Regions from separate parts of the Zea mays genome. Here region 2 is linked to region 1. The links are chromatin contacts, called in public Hi-C maps. All regions are on one chromosome and are shown on one strand. The core of a region is the stretch at or near the end of the contact, and the rest is flanking DNA. Distances in the headings are between cores, read along the strand shown.

Region 1 (5,797 bases), core at 2,069-4,568:
CTAGAATCAGCAAAAAAACTGAAACAAATAGGCTCTAAATCTCATACAAGTCAAATTTCTCATCAACCCAATCACCTGATCTTGAAAACTACCGAACAAGCCATGATAAAAAAACACGCATGAGAAATAGTAATAGTAATGGCCTAAAAAAAGCAGGAACACAACTGAAAGTAGACAAGCGGACTAGAACCATCACAAGAATTGACATGGACTAAGTAGAGATGGCCAAACGGGTCGCCCGGTCCGGCCCCGATGAAGCCCGGCCCACCAGGCACGGTTAGAAAACCGGACCGGGCCTTCTAAGCACGCGGGCTCAATTTTCTGTCCGAGCCCGGCCCGCAGCGGGCCTAAACGGGCCGGGTCGACCCGTTTAGCACGAAACAAGCGGGCTGAAAAACGGGCTATGCGGGCCGGTAAGCACGTTTTAGTGTAAAAAAAGCGGGCTTAACGGGCTTAAAGGTAAACGGGCCATGCCGGGCTAGCCCACCGTGGCTAGTTTTCTGTCTGAGCCCGACCCGCTTATTCGTGTCGGGCCAGCCTAGGCCCGCATAGAACCGGGTCGTACCGGGCTCGAACCGGGCCCAAACAGCGGGCTTCGTGTCGGGCTCGCGGGCCTCGTGCTTATTGGACATCTATAGGACTAAGTTTACTGGGACGACGGAATGTAGGAAAACTGATATGTTTAGTGTAGCTTACAGGTTGGTACAGATCATGATACAAGTGTGTATATTATTCATATATAGAAACATTTCTCAAAAGTTATTTCAATATTGACATAGTCCATTGAAACATATCCTCAAGCAACAAACACTGATACAATATAGCTGTAACATACATGGGAAGAAAAACATCAACCTCTGGTGCACCGATCAACACAAAAGGATGGAGGAAAGCAATCGCTGTAACAATCCAAGTTTTAGCATATGAAAGCGACATGAACATGCTCATCGCTGCAGTATAGTCCAGGCTGTTGAGTGTACCCTTGCTTGGACAGCAGCTCACGTGCTTTCATCACGAGATCCTTATTCGTCACCTTCCCGTGCTTGTCTGCAAGAATGGTTTGGATAGCATTGCTCAGAGCACCAAAGGAGACACCCTGCGGTGTAGTTGCATCCGCTGATGTTTGGTTAGTCTGGCACCCACTGATCAGAATGCCATTGTTTGGTGCCCAGGCCTTACTCCCGGCGTACACCTCGTCAACACTGTGAACCTCTTGCTCTAATGCAGGTTTGAAAGCCTCTTCCTCCTTCCCTTCAAGCTTAGCCTTCAAGAACTCCTGAGCAAGGGCACCAACCATGCCAAAGACACCACCACCACCACTGCCTTGCTCACCTGACTGGCCCTGGTGGAACTTTCCGAGCATGACCTTCATGAACTTCTTAATCTTTGGGCTGGCATCATCACCAAAGATGTTGAACAGCGTCATCCGGATAGAACCCACATCAATGTCATCCTTTCCAGTTTGTTCCTTGAGCATCTCTATCAGGGTCGAGAGTGGCAGGGAGCGGTTTTTGGTGCGGCCATTTCCAGTTGGCTGTGCGTAACCGTCGTCCTGGTCATCATCCCCATGGCGACGACTATGAGGGATGTGAATCCCCTCAGACTCGAACACATCGCGGACAGTCTCTTTGAGAAATGACCGGAAGCCGCTGCCAGAACCAGAATGACGAGGCTCATCAGGTTCACGGGACTGGGTCTTATTCTGCTTGGTGCTATTACCTATCTGCTCCTTAGCACTGTCCAGCAGGCCACCACTATGGCATGAGTCAGAGACGATGGTGAATAGGCAACCTTCAGGGACCTTCTGCACGAGTTCCCTGAAATCCTGATCTGCAGATTGAAACAAGAATTTTGACACTGAACTTTTTCCATGAAAAATGACAAAAGAAAAGCATCAGACGAAGGAAAAAAAGCTTTGCCGCTACTTTTGTCCAACGAAATACTCCCTCCGTTCTTTTTTATTTGTCGCGATTTAGTTCAAAAATAAACTAACGGACGACAAATATTCGAGAACAGAGATAGTAACTTCTACGACTTCGGTACAATTACCGACAACCAATAACCACTTGCACTTGGTCGAAAAATGACCCAACTAGCAACTCCACTGCACCTAGACATGGCTAACAACTAAAACAGCTCAGGGCACCACACTACCACAGCCCTAAAACCAACTAGCAAAACAGGTAAACTCTGGCAACCTATGTAGCGGAACTTGAATTTCATCATCCTTCTGTAAAGACGTTTGACCATTGAAATGAAGCAATGTTCAGTTACACTTGGATGGAACTAAATGACTTGCTAAACTAAAAAACCTCCACTGCTAATTAAGTCATCTGAGTAACCATGTAACTGACTCGTTACCATTTGCTACCATGTTTCCAAATGGAAACCTATTAGATAAACAACTAGAGTGCTATCAGCTGGAGTTGAAGGACCTTGGGAGATACATTCACCGAAGTAAATTTGCATGCTCAAAATCGTGAAAGCTTTTTTACTAGATATTATCGTTGGGCCATGTAATCCAAGTCTAAGATATAACCCCTCCACACAATTTAACGTACTCTATGAATTTGCTATACACGTTTATAACATCATAAGAAAAGCAGTCGTCATACCTGAAATTCAATCAGATAGTATAACCACTAAAGATATTGACAGATCAGACTTATACAAAGTTCCCGCTGTGCGACACTAGCAAATGGGGAAGCCTAATCATCAGCCTTAAGCGCGTGCTTCCAGATCACAGGATACCAAAACTACAAAAGCGATGTCAAATGTTTGGATTGGAACAAACACGCGAACAGATCCACATCAGCCATCAGGTAGGCGTTGACCAATTGCTTCCACGTTTAGATTCACATCTCAAGGCATCCGTCTAAATGCTGATCGTGTCGTTTTTACCAGTTCCAGAGTAGCACTTTGCAAGGGGAAAACGAAGCACAGAGGAGAAGGTTAATGGATCCCTCGACCGCACCTGTGATGAGGTTCATGTCGCAGGGCACGATGCACTCGTCGTAGCCGGTGTCGTCGTGCTGCCCCGTCTCGGCTGGCAGGCGCGTGCCGTGGCCGCTGTAGTGGAAGAAGAGGAAGTCCCCGGGGCGGGCATCCCCGACGAGGCGGGCGAGGGCGCGGCGGATGTTAGCCCCCGTGGGCTGCGGCGCGGATCGGTCGGCGTCGGTGAGGACCCGGATGTCGGCCTCGTCGAAGCCGAAGCGGTCGACAAGGCAGCGGCGCATGCGGTCGACGTCGTTGTAGCAGCCCTTGAGCTCGGCCTTGGTGCCCGGGTAGTTGATGCCCACCAGCAGCGCGATCTTGCGGCCGCCCATCGTTGTTCGCCTGCGTGGATCGCTGCCCTGGTGGGTCGTCGCCGGCGGGGGTCGCCGGCGTTGTAGCGGACGCGCTGATTCGTCGGGCGGTGGTCGGGGAAACGGCCCTGCCTTTTTAGAATTTTAGGTGGTGCTGGTGCGTCGCCTTCGCGTCGCGTCCGTGTCGATTGTCCTTTGCGTTTCTGATCTGGATCGTGGGGACACGGGATTGGTGGGGGTGTGCTGCCGGGTGCCAATATTTCGCCGCGTCCATTGGATTGTTTGTTACTCGTACTACTTGGCTCCCCGTCGTCGTCGATGGCTCGATGCAGGTTTACCTGCTACTCGTTTCCGTGTCGGCAGCAAAATCAACGTGTAGCATGGTCGTAGTACTACCACAGCCAATGGCCCCATGTCATACTTTTTAGCCATCGAACCTGTACTTTATTATCAATAAATAAATGATGGCTGAGAACACCGTAGATTCATGGTTAGACTTGTGATGCTTGAAACGTGAGAGAGAGAGAGAGAGAGTTTGATCGGATTGCAAATTGCACCTGTCGATGCTTGGAGAAAAAAAAAGAGAAAATTCCTTCAATGTCATTGAAACTTATATTGATCCCTTCAATCTCATTAAAATTTATAGCTTCCCTTTAATACCATCAAATTTAGATTTTAATCCTTTGAATGCCATCACCGTTAGTTTGAAGCTAACGTCGTTAGTTATATTTAAAGCAAATCCCTCAAATGTCATCAAAATCTATACCGATCCCTTCAATGCCACTAGAAATTGGTTCGATATATTTGGGTTTTAAATTTTTCAAATTAAAAATAATTGAACCCAAAATTTTTGAAACGCGAATATACCACATTGATTTTAAATTTATCTCCCTCTATTGTCATTAGTGTTTGTTGTTAGTTTAAAAAAATATTAGGAATCAAATAGACCGAACTGATGTAGCGGAGTAATTTTTGATGTTTACAAAAAAAATATGTACTAAAGTTTTTAAAAATTGTGGAATTGGTCCATATTTATTTATTCTAGAATTTTTAAAATCCAAATAGATCAAACCAATTTCTAGTGACATTGAAGGGATTGATATAGATTTTGATGGCAATGGAGAGATTTGCTTTAAACAGAACTAACGGTGTTAGTTTGAAACTAACGGCAATGGCATTTAAGATACTAGAATTTAAATTTGATGGTATTGAAGGAAAGCTATAAAATTTGATGGCATTGAAGGGATTAGTATAAGTTGGGATAGCATTGAAAAGATTTTGTAAAAAAAAACACCGGCATCCAGGATTGTCAGTTACTCTGGTGCTGAGAAAATGCGCAGACGAGAGAAGTGAATGCATGTGCCATTGTTTATCTTTGAACGGGCCCCACTTCGATGCTTGCATATTGTATGATTTTGGAACGATGTTGAATACTGGACGTGTCAGTGGACGTCTCGATGCTCACCACGCGCTGTGGGTAGTCTTATGGTGATTGACGGTGAAGTTCCGAAGAGTTGTTAGTCTTGCTGCAGAAAGCTGATGTAGATGGCTAATTAATGTATCAACTGAAGCGCCGGCTTGATTCTCCGGTCACTGAATGCCTTATCATGAGCCCCTGGCCACTCCAGCGTCGGCTGTCTGGAGGTTGAAGTTGAAGATGCTCGGCCAGCAAGGTGGGCTGGCTCAAAACAAAAGTTTTTCTTTTAAAATTTCTTATTTATTTTTAACTTAAAATATTTATAAATAAATTGAACCTTTATTATATATACACACACGGTTATCACACATTCACACCATCACTCTCGTATGATCTGATACCCAAAATACACACCAAGACGACGTCAACTCCAGTGGTTGCATCCAAGTATGGGCCAAAAACATTCGCCACACATTCCAATCCAAGTAACAACAAGATTATGAAACACAAAAAAAAAAACTTGGTGGTCCTTGCTCTTCCTATTCTATAGTGAGACCGTAAGCCTTGGAAGAAGAAAAACAATGGCATTGTAGTCAGATCAATCATGGAGTTGTGGCGTGTGATAGATCCACCAGAGTCACATGGAACCGGAGGCCCTGTAGCTTAACGAATAACGAAGCTTCCCAACAAGTCACTGTTCCCGCCATAAAACCATGCAAATTAAAAAGCAACAACCAAATATAGCCAGACCCCAGACCCAGACACCAGAGGGCAGGGCAGTGCAGCGAAGCCGCGCGCGGCAGATAGATGCAGAGATTCTCAGCTCGCGGGCGGACGGGAGATGCTCATCGACTCCACGGAAAGAAGATTGTGCATCGACCGACCATGGGGGGCATGGGGGCAAGGGTGCCGGAGACATCTCGCATCTGTCAGTCACCAGACGTTCACGTACACACCCTTTTGTAGGAAGTAGACCCATAGCTGGTAGCCTGGTACGTACAGCATTTCTGTTTGTTTCTCGTTGCCTGCCTGATTAATTGCGTGCCAAGTGCCAATACAGTAGAGTAGCGCGCAC
Region 2 (5,968 bases), core at 1,057-3,556, 190 kb after region 1:
ACTAGTTGAAATGTATTTATACAACGCAATTGGCCAACTATCTGTTAAAATAACTCTATGCTAAACTCACAGGCGTTGGATTACCCAATGCCTGGCCGTTGGATCATCTGCCTCGGTCCGACGATACTCAATGGTCATAGTGATCTAGTTGTCTCAGATATAGCCATCAAGAGTGTATTATAAGGGTGTATGGTCTGACTAACCATCGTCGGACCAGTTTGAGGTTCTCGAAACCTCTCAAACCTCTCAGTTCAATATTTGGTCAACATAGTCTACTCCTATATGTATTCTTCCTCAGGTGTCAGCCATCACAATTGGTTCTTCGGCTTCTCTAGTCCCTCGGTTCAAGCCTCATCGTTCGTCCTTCATCGCTCCCGATCCATATGCATAAATCTGCTTGACTTCACCTTCGCCATCACCATCGATCATCGTCTCTATGCTCCATACCGGCGTATGGTACGCCAAGACATGTTGCACAATACCACACTTTCGCCATGGTTACTCTCCAATCTCAACCGACGCCGATCAACTCTTTGACAATAGCTCATCATACTTTAAATATTATGGACAAATAAACTACGTTTGCAAAAAGAATGCAGCCCAAGCAATAATCAGGGTAATGTTACAGAACTGAGAAAATTGAGGGTAATGTTACAGAACTGAGAAATTTGAGCTTGTCTTAATGTGTGCATATAACCCCCTTTCCTGCTATGTTTATGTAGAAAGCATTCATTTAGACTGCTGCAACGCAGGAATTTCATTAGAATCTTGAAGGAATTTCACATGAATCAGCTTATTTTCTCGGTTTATTAATTTCACAGGAATAAACAGGAAACTTGTCCGGTGTTCCAACCAGGCGAGGATTCTCGAAGCCACTTGTCACTACTCGCTTCTACAAACGGATCTACCACAACATATGTGTTGCCTATTTCAGGCTTCCGCTGTTACCTAGCAGTGATGATATGGTCACTCTTGCCGAGTTCCTCGCTGGTAGATGTCGATGCAGGTGGCGAAACGCTGCTGCTTGCGAAGATGTCTCCCATTGTCTTGGCTGCCGATGGGAACCCGCCACAAGTCTCAAGGATCTCCTGTTTCATATGGTTAACAGTGACAAGATCGACAGCCTTTTTCTCCTGGGGCTGGGAAAGAACAACATCCATGAAAATTGCCCAGCTCGCGCTGTCCACCAATGGCCGCACACGGTACAAGCAGCTCTTCCTCACCATCGCCTCTGCCGCCTGCTCCAGCCGGCTGGTGACGATCACCAGGCCACCTCTCCCTTTGGGCAGTGCGAACGCGAGGCGTTCTGATAAGACAGACAGGTCGTCGGCTCTCCGCATGGCGTTCTGGGGGCCAACGCCAACAACGTCAGAGTACCAGCTATCGATGTGCCACACGTCGTCGAACACTATGAGGAACCTCTTCCCCTCGAGCTGTTCGTGGACGGCGATCGTCAGCTCTGTCAGGCTATCGCTGCCGTTCATGGACAGGATGGCATCCTCCTCGTGTCCAAGAGCCATGAGCATCCCCTGCAAAACTTCCTTGCGTCTGTCTGCTCCAGCAGAGGCGGTGCGCGACATGCACATCCATATCCTGGGGAAGAAACGGCCTTTCGCACGCGGGCTGCTGAACAGGAGCTGCGCGAGCACGGTCTTCCCGATGCCGCCCATGCCCACGATGCCAACGCCGTTAAGCTTCCCCGCGCCGCAGTCCCTGAACGCCATGGACTCCAGCTCCGCGAGCTGCTGGTCAAACCCATGGATCCTGCTCCCTTCGAGCCAAGACGTCGTCCAGCGGTCCAACCCAGCGGCGGCGTCCTCCTGCGACGCCGCAGCGTTGCCACCGGAGTCGTTCTCGACGCACTCGAGGACTCTGCGCCTGACCGCGGTCACCCTCTTCTTGGTCTTGGGGAAGCGCCAGGCGTCGGACTGGGCAAAGCACCAGCGCTGCTGATTAGGCCGGTTGGCGAGCCTGCGGCACTCGGCGAGCAAGTCGTTGAGTTCGTAGAGGCACTCCCGGAGCTCATCGGCGTTGGCGGGAGAAACGGCCGCCTTCTCCAGATCGGTCCTCATGTCGTGGAATTGGGCGCGGAAAGGGAGCTCCGCCTCTGCGTCCGCTGCCTCCTCGGTGAAGCTATCCACGAACTTCTTCACAAGAAACTGGACGACTTCCACGGCCATCGCGACGTCGGCCTTCCTCTTCAGCCTCAGGAGTGTGGCTTGTAGAGAGACGACTAAACAGGAGACAATTATTCAGCGTTTCTCCGGACAAGCGCCGGGAATTGTGACTTTGCATAGCAGCTCAATCAAGTGGGCGCAAAACGCGTAATAGTTAGTAGCCAGTAAACGGAGACTGACTGAGGACAAGCCATGGCCACATCGGCGGTCGCCGGTTGGTCACCAGTCGCTAGTGCCTAGTGTTGATGGTCACCAGTCGCTAGTGCCTAGTGTTGACCCAGAGACGACTTGATTCGTTTGTACTGATCTCGGATGTACTAAACAAAACCCTCCTTCCCCAAGAAAAAGGCAAAGGACAGAGGCAGGCAGCGAATCAACAATGGATGCGAACTGGACATACATGGACAGCTTCCTGACAACATGGAATGAGTGGGAGATCCGCATGCTTGTGCTCACCAGCCTCGCCCTCCAGGTGTTCCTCCTCTTCTCCGCCGGCATCCGCAAGCGTAACGTCTCCGCCGTGCTGAGCCTGCTTCTATGGTTGGCCTACCTGCTCGCGGACTCCATCGCCATCTACGCGCTCGGGTACCTCTCCCAGACGCGCGTGCCCAAGGGCGTGGACCCACAGTCCTTCGAGCGCACTCACCGCGTCCAGGCCTTCTGGGCACCGTTCCTCCTCCTCCACTCGGCGGCCAGGACACCATCACCGCCTTCTCCACCGAAGACAACGAGCTCTGGAAGCGCCACCTGCTCAGCCTCCTCACCCAGGTACGCGACCAGCTATGCCACATGCGTGCTTCCAGTTTTTTTCCCTGCGCCGGCCGGCGATGCCCCGCCGTAGTCAGGCCTCCTGTTTGTTCAAACATACCGAACAGAATTGAATGGGCTAAAATCTTTGATATTTAACTTTAAATTAGAAAGGGATTTCAGTCCCTTCGATCTGCTTTGGTATTTTTGCTCTTAAACAAGAATCTACATCGTATAAGCTAGGACCACACTTTCATCTTATCTCCGGCCACCCGTGACTCTTCGATCCATCCTTCCCGTCACGGATACTTGCGTTGGGAAAACAAAAACAATGCCAGGTAATTAAGTTTACAGCGGCCATTAAATGGAAACCTTGCAAACGGAGAGGCTTCCTTGTCTTGGTGAGGGAGGCTCCGATGATGAAGATTTTTGGATGGAGGGAGTATAATCTAGTTTAAATATATATAAACAACCAACACATATTATTATGTGGATTCTATAATCTAGATATCTAGGTTATAATATCCATAAACATATCAATAGATGCTTATATAATCCATAAGCTAGATTATATAATTCTAGAATGAAATTCAAGCTTGACATGTTCGGCCCACAAAACCGTTGTTGTTTGTATGTATATTGGAAAATATATATATATAAACAGATGAATTATCTATTTACATTGGGCACATGATTTTAAATTTGTGAAGAATAATACAAGCTATTATTATATCATTTATGATATTGGTCTGTTAGGCTATCTCCAACAAGGTTCGGTAAACCGACCTGTACGCTAGAAATAGCAGACCGAGGCGTCTTTGAGGCCTCCAATAAGATCCGCTATAGCCTCCGGTAAAATTTAGGGTGCGTTCGTCGTCCGCTATCTGTAGCGTGCTAGCTTTCGCTCGCTATCCGTTGTTCACTCCCGCGCTGTCGTCTTCTGTTGTCTCCCGCACCGGCTCGGAACCCTCTCGTCGTCGCGCCCACTGTGCAGCACATCCCCTCCGGTGTACGGCTCCAACACGACAAGGTGTTCTCCCCGCTCCGGCCCAGCTTCCCCTCCATTGGCCGCGCACGCTCCCCCGACTCCCCAACCAATCTGTCCACACCAAGTCGCAGTAGCTCATGTTGTCGGGGCTCAAGATGATGCGTGTGGAGCGGCTTCGCATGCTGGAGGTTGGCGGCGCTGTGCTTGAAGTTGAAGACGTTGTGGTCAACCACGTCGTCGCTTTCAAACCGAATCTGGTTTTGGACACGCAGGCAAGCAATTTGTCTTCGATTGCTTCCAGACCTAATCTGAATCCCTCATCGCACTTCCTCCTCACGGCAAAACAAGATTCATCATTTAGCTGCATATTTAATGGAATAGATTTATCCATTTCGTAAGTGAGATTTAACCATTTCTCAAGTGTTCCTAGCCATTGTTCAGATTATGTCTATTCTGTACATGTGCGATGAGGGATTCAGTAAAGTGTTCCTAGCCATTTTTGTGGATGAATTTAGTGGTCAACATTGATTCGTATCTATGAAGGGTTCAAGAATCTTTAGCAATGGAAAATAGCTTTACTCTTCGTCCTCACCAATTTGTGCCATCACCAAGCCATCAGTTGGTGATTCAGTTGTCTTGAATAGAATGAAGTTAGGATAGTGCACTGGCGAAAATGATTTATCATAGGAATGCTTTTTATTTGGAAATTTGGTTGCATATGCAGAAATTCCAGTAGTCATTGGTCGGGTGTGCTGTTGATGTCTGCTCTAGGTGTTGATTATGATGTTAATCGGGGTCCTTTTTTTGCCATATTGTCGAAATAGTTGAACGTATGCAATAATTCGTAAAATGCTAACGATCAATTTATTTGATCCGATAAAAAAATGATGAAAATAATTTCAGTTAATATGGTTGCAAAGAATATGGAGGATGAGATATAGAGAACGAAATTTAGAGAACGTTGTTGGAGATGAAGAAAATATAGAGTATGAAATCTTTTAGGGTATACTATAAAAGATAGAGAATATTTCTTTAGAGGACATTGCTGGAGTTACGTTGTCTCCGGTATTGCTAGCTTGGGGGCACGAGGCACGAGCTGTGGTTGTCGCCTTACGAGACGATAGCATTGCGGTCACGAGGGTGTTTTTTTTTAAATACAGACGGCTCCTACAACCGTGTTGTACGTGCCCTAACGAGGCTTCTCGTGTAAAAGCAACGTGTAAAAGCAAAGAAGGGCTAGGACGAACTTAGATCTTTGTATGTTGCTCGTTGATATGTTAGAGGAATAATAGTTTCTTACAATAGCGTGAATGTATAACAGCTCATTGTGTAGTCATAAATAAATATAATGCTCCCTCCGTCTTAAATTAGTATATATTTTATCTTTTAATTTTTATGTTTATATTTAAATGATTGATGATCAATCTAAACACACATATATAAAACATATATGCCAAGTATTGTGTTTAAACTAGATTATAGTCTATAGAAAAACCGGAACATGCCTTCTTTAATCTTAATTTTCTCAAAGTTTAAATTATGCTTAAAATTATTTAATAATTTTATAGCTAAAGTTTTAGTAAATCTGTCGGCCACCTGATTCTTTAGAATCAGAAACAAAATCAATCTCAAGCATTCTTCTAATAACTCTTTCTCGAATAAAATAATAATTAACACACACATATATATATATATATATTATTCTAGTATGGAACATAAGATTATATGACAAATATTTTTCTCCGATATTATGACACCACAATCTTGCCACCTTAAGGGTGTGTTTGGTTTGGATTTTGCCCCCCAAAATCAAAATTCAAACCAAAGGGTCCGATATAGAAAGCAGTTTTTTAAAAAGCCGGCTTTCTCACAATTAAAAATTGAAAGCACTTTTGGACCTGCTTTTAACGACTTTTAGATGAAATTATGCAATATATATGGAAGAACTTTTAATGCCTTCCACCGAACAGTTTTTAGCTTTTTTTACAACTCACAACCCACAACAACTTTTTTACAACTCACAGCACACAACAGTTTTTCAGAGCCACAACACAAC

Evidence for each region. Hi-C and Micro-C count contacts between places; a contact is called where the count stands out from the background.
Region 2: a contact with region 1 is called in a Hi-C map of leaf, with 2.7 times the contacts expected there. The contact joins the promoter of LOC100281260 here to the promoter of LOC100274565 in region 1. A contact is called at or near these places in 5 of 25 Hi-C or Micro-C datasets (bundle sheath, leaf, seedling and 1 more).

What each region holds. Positions count from the first base shown.
Region 1 is chr3:193,384,066-193,389,862 of Zm-B73-REFERENCE-NAM-5.0, forward strand. It overlaps LOC100274565, which reads right to left and starts at 3,319. Exons shown (of 2, transcript NM_001148920.1): 1 at 2,975-3,319; 2 at 656-1,830. The coding sequence starts at 3,236. The coding sequence ends at 917.
Region 2 is chr3:193,575,152-193,581,119 of Zm-B73-REFERENCE-NAM-5.0, forward strand. LOC100281260 (disease resistance protein RGA4) reads right to left here and starts at 2,307. Exons shown (of 1, transcript NM_001154179.1): 1 at 784-2,307. The coding sequence starts at 2,180. The coding sequence ends at 945. LOC100501828 reads left to right here and starts at 2,623. Exons shown (of 2, transcript NM_001196479.1): 1 at 2,623-2,945.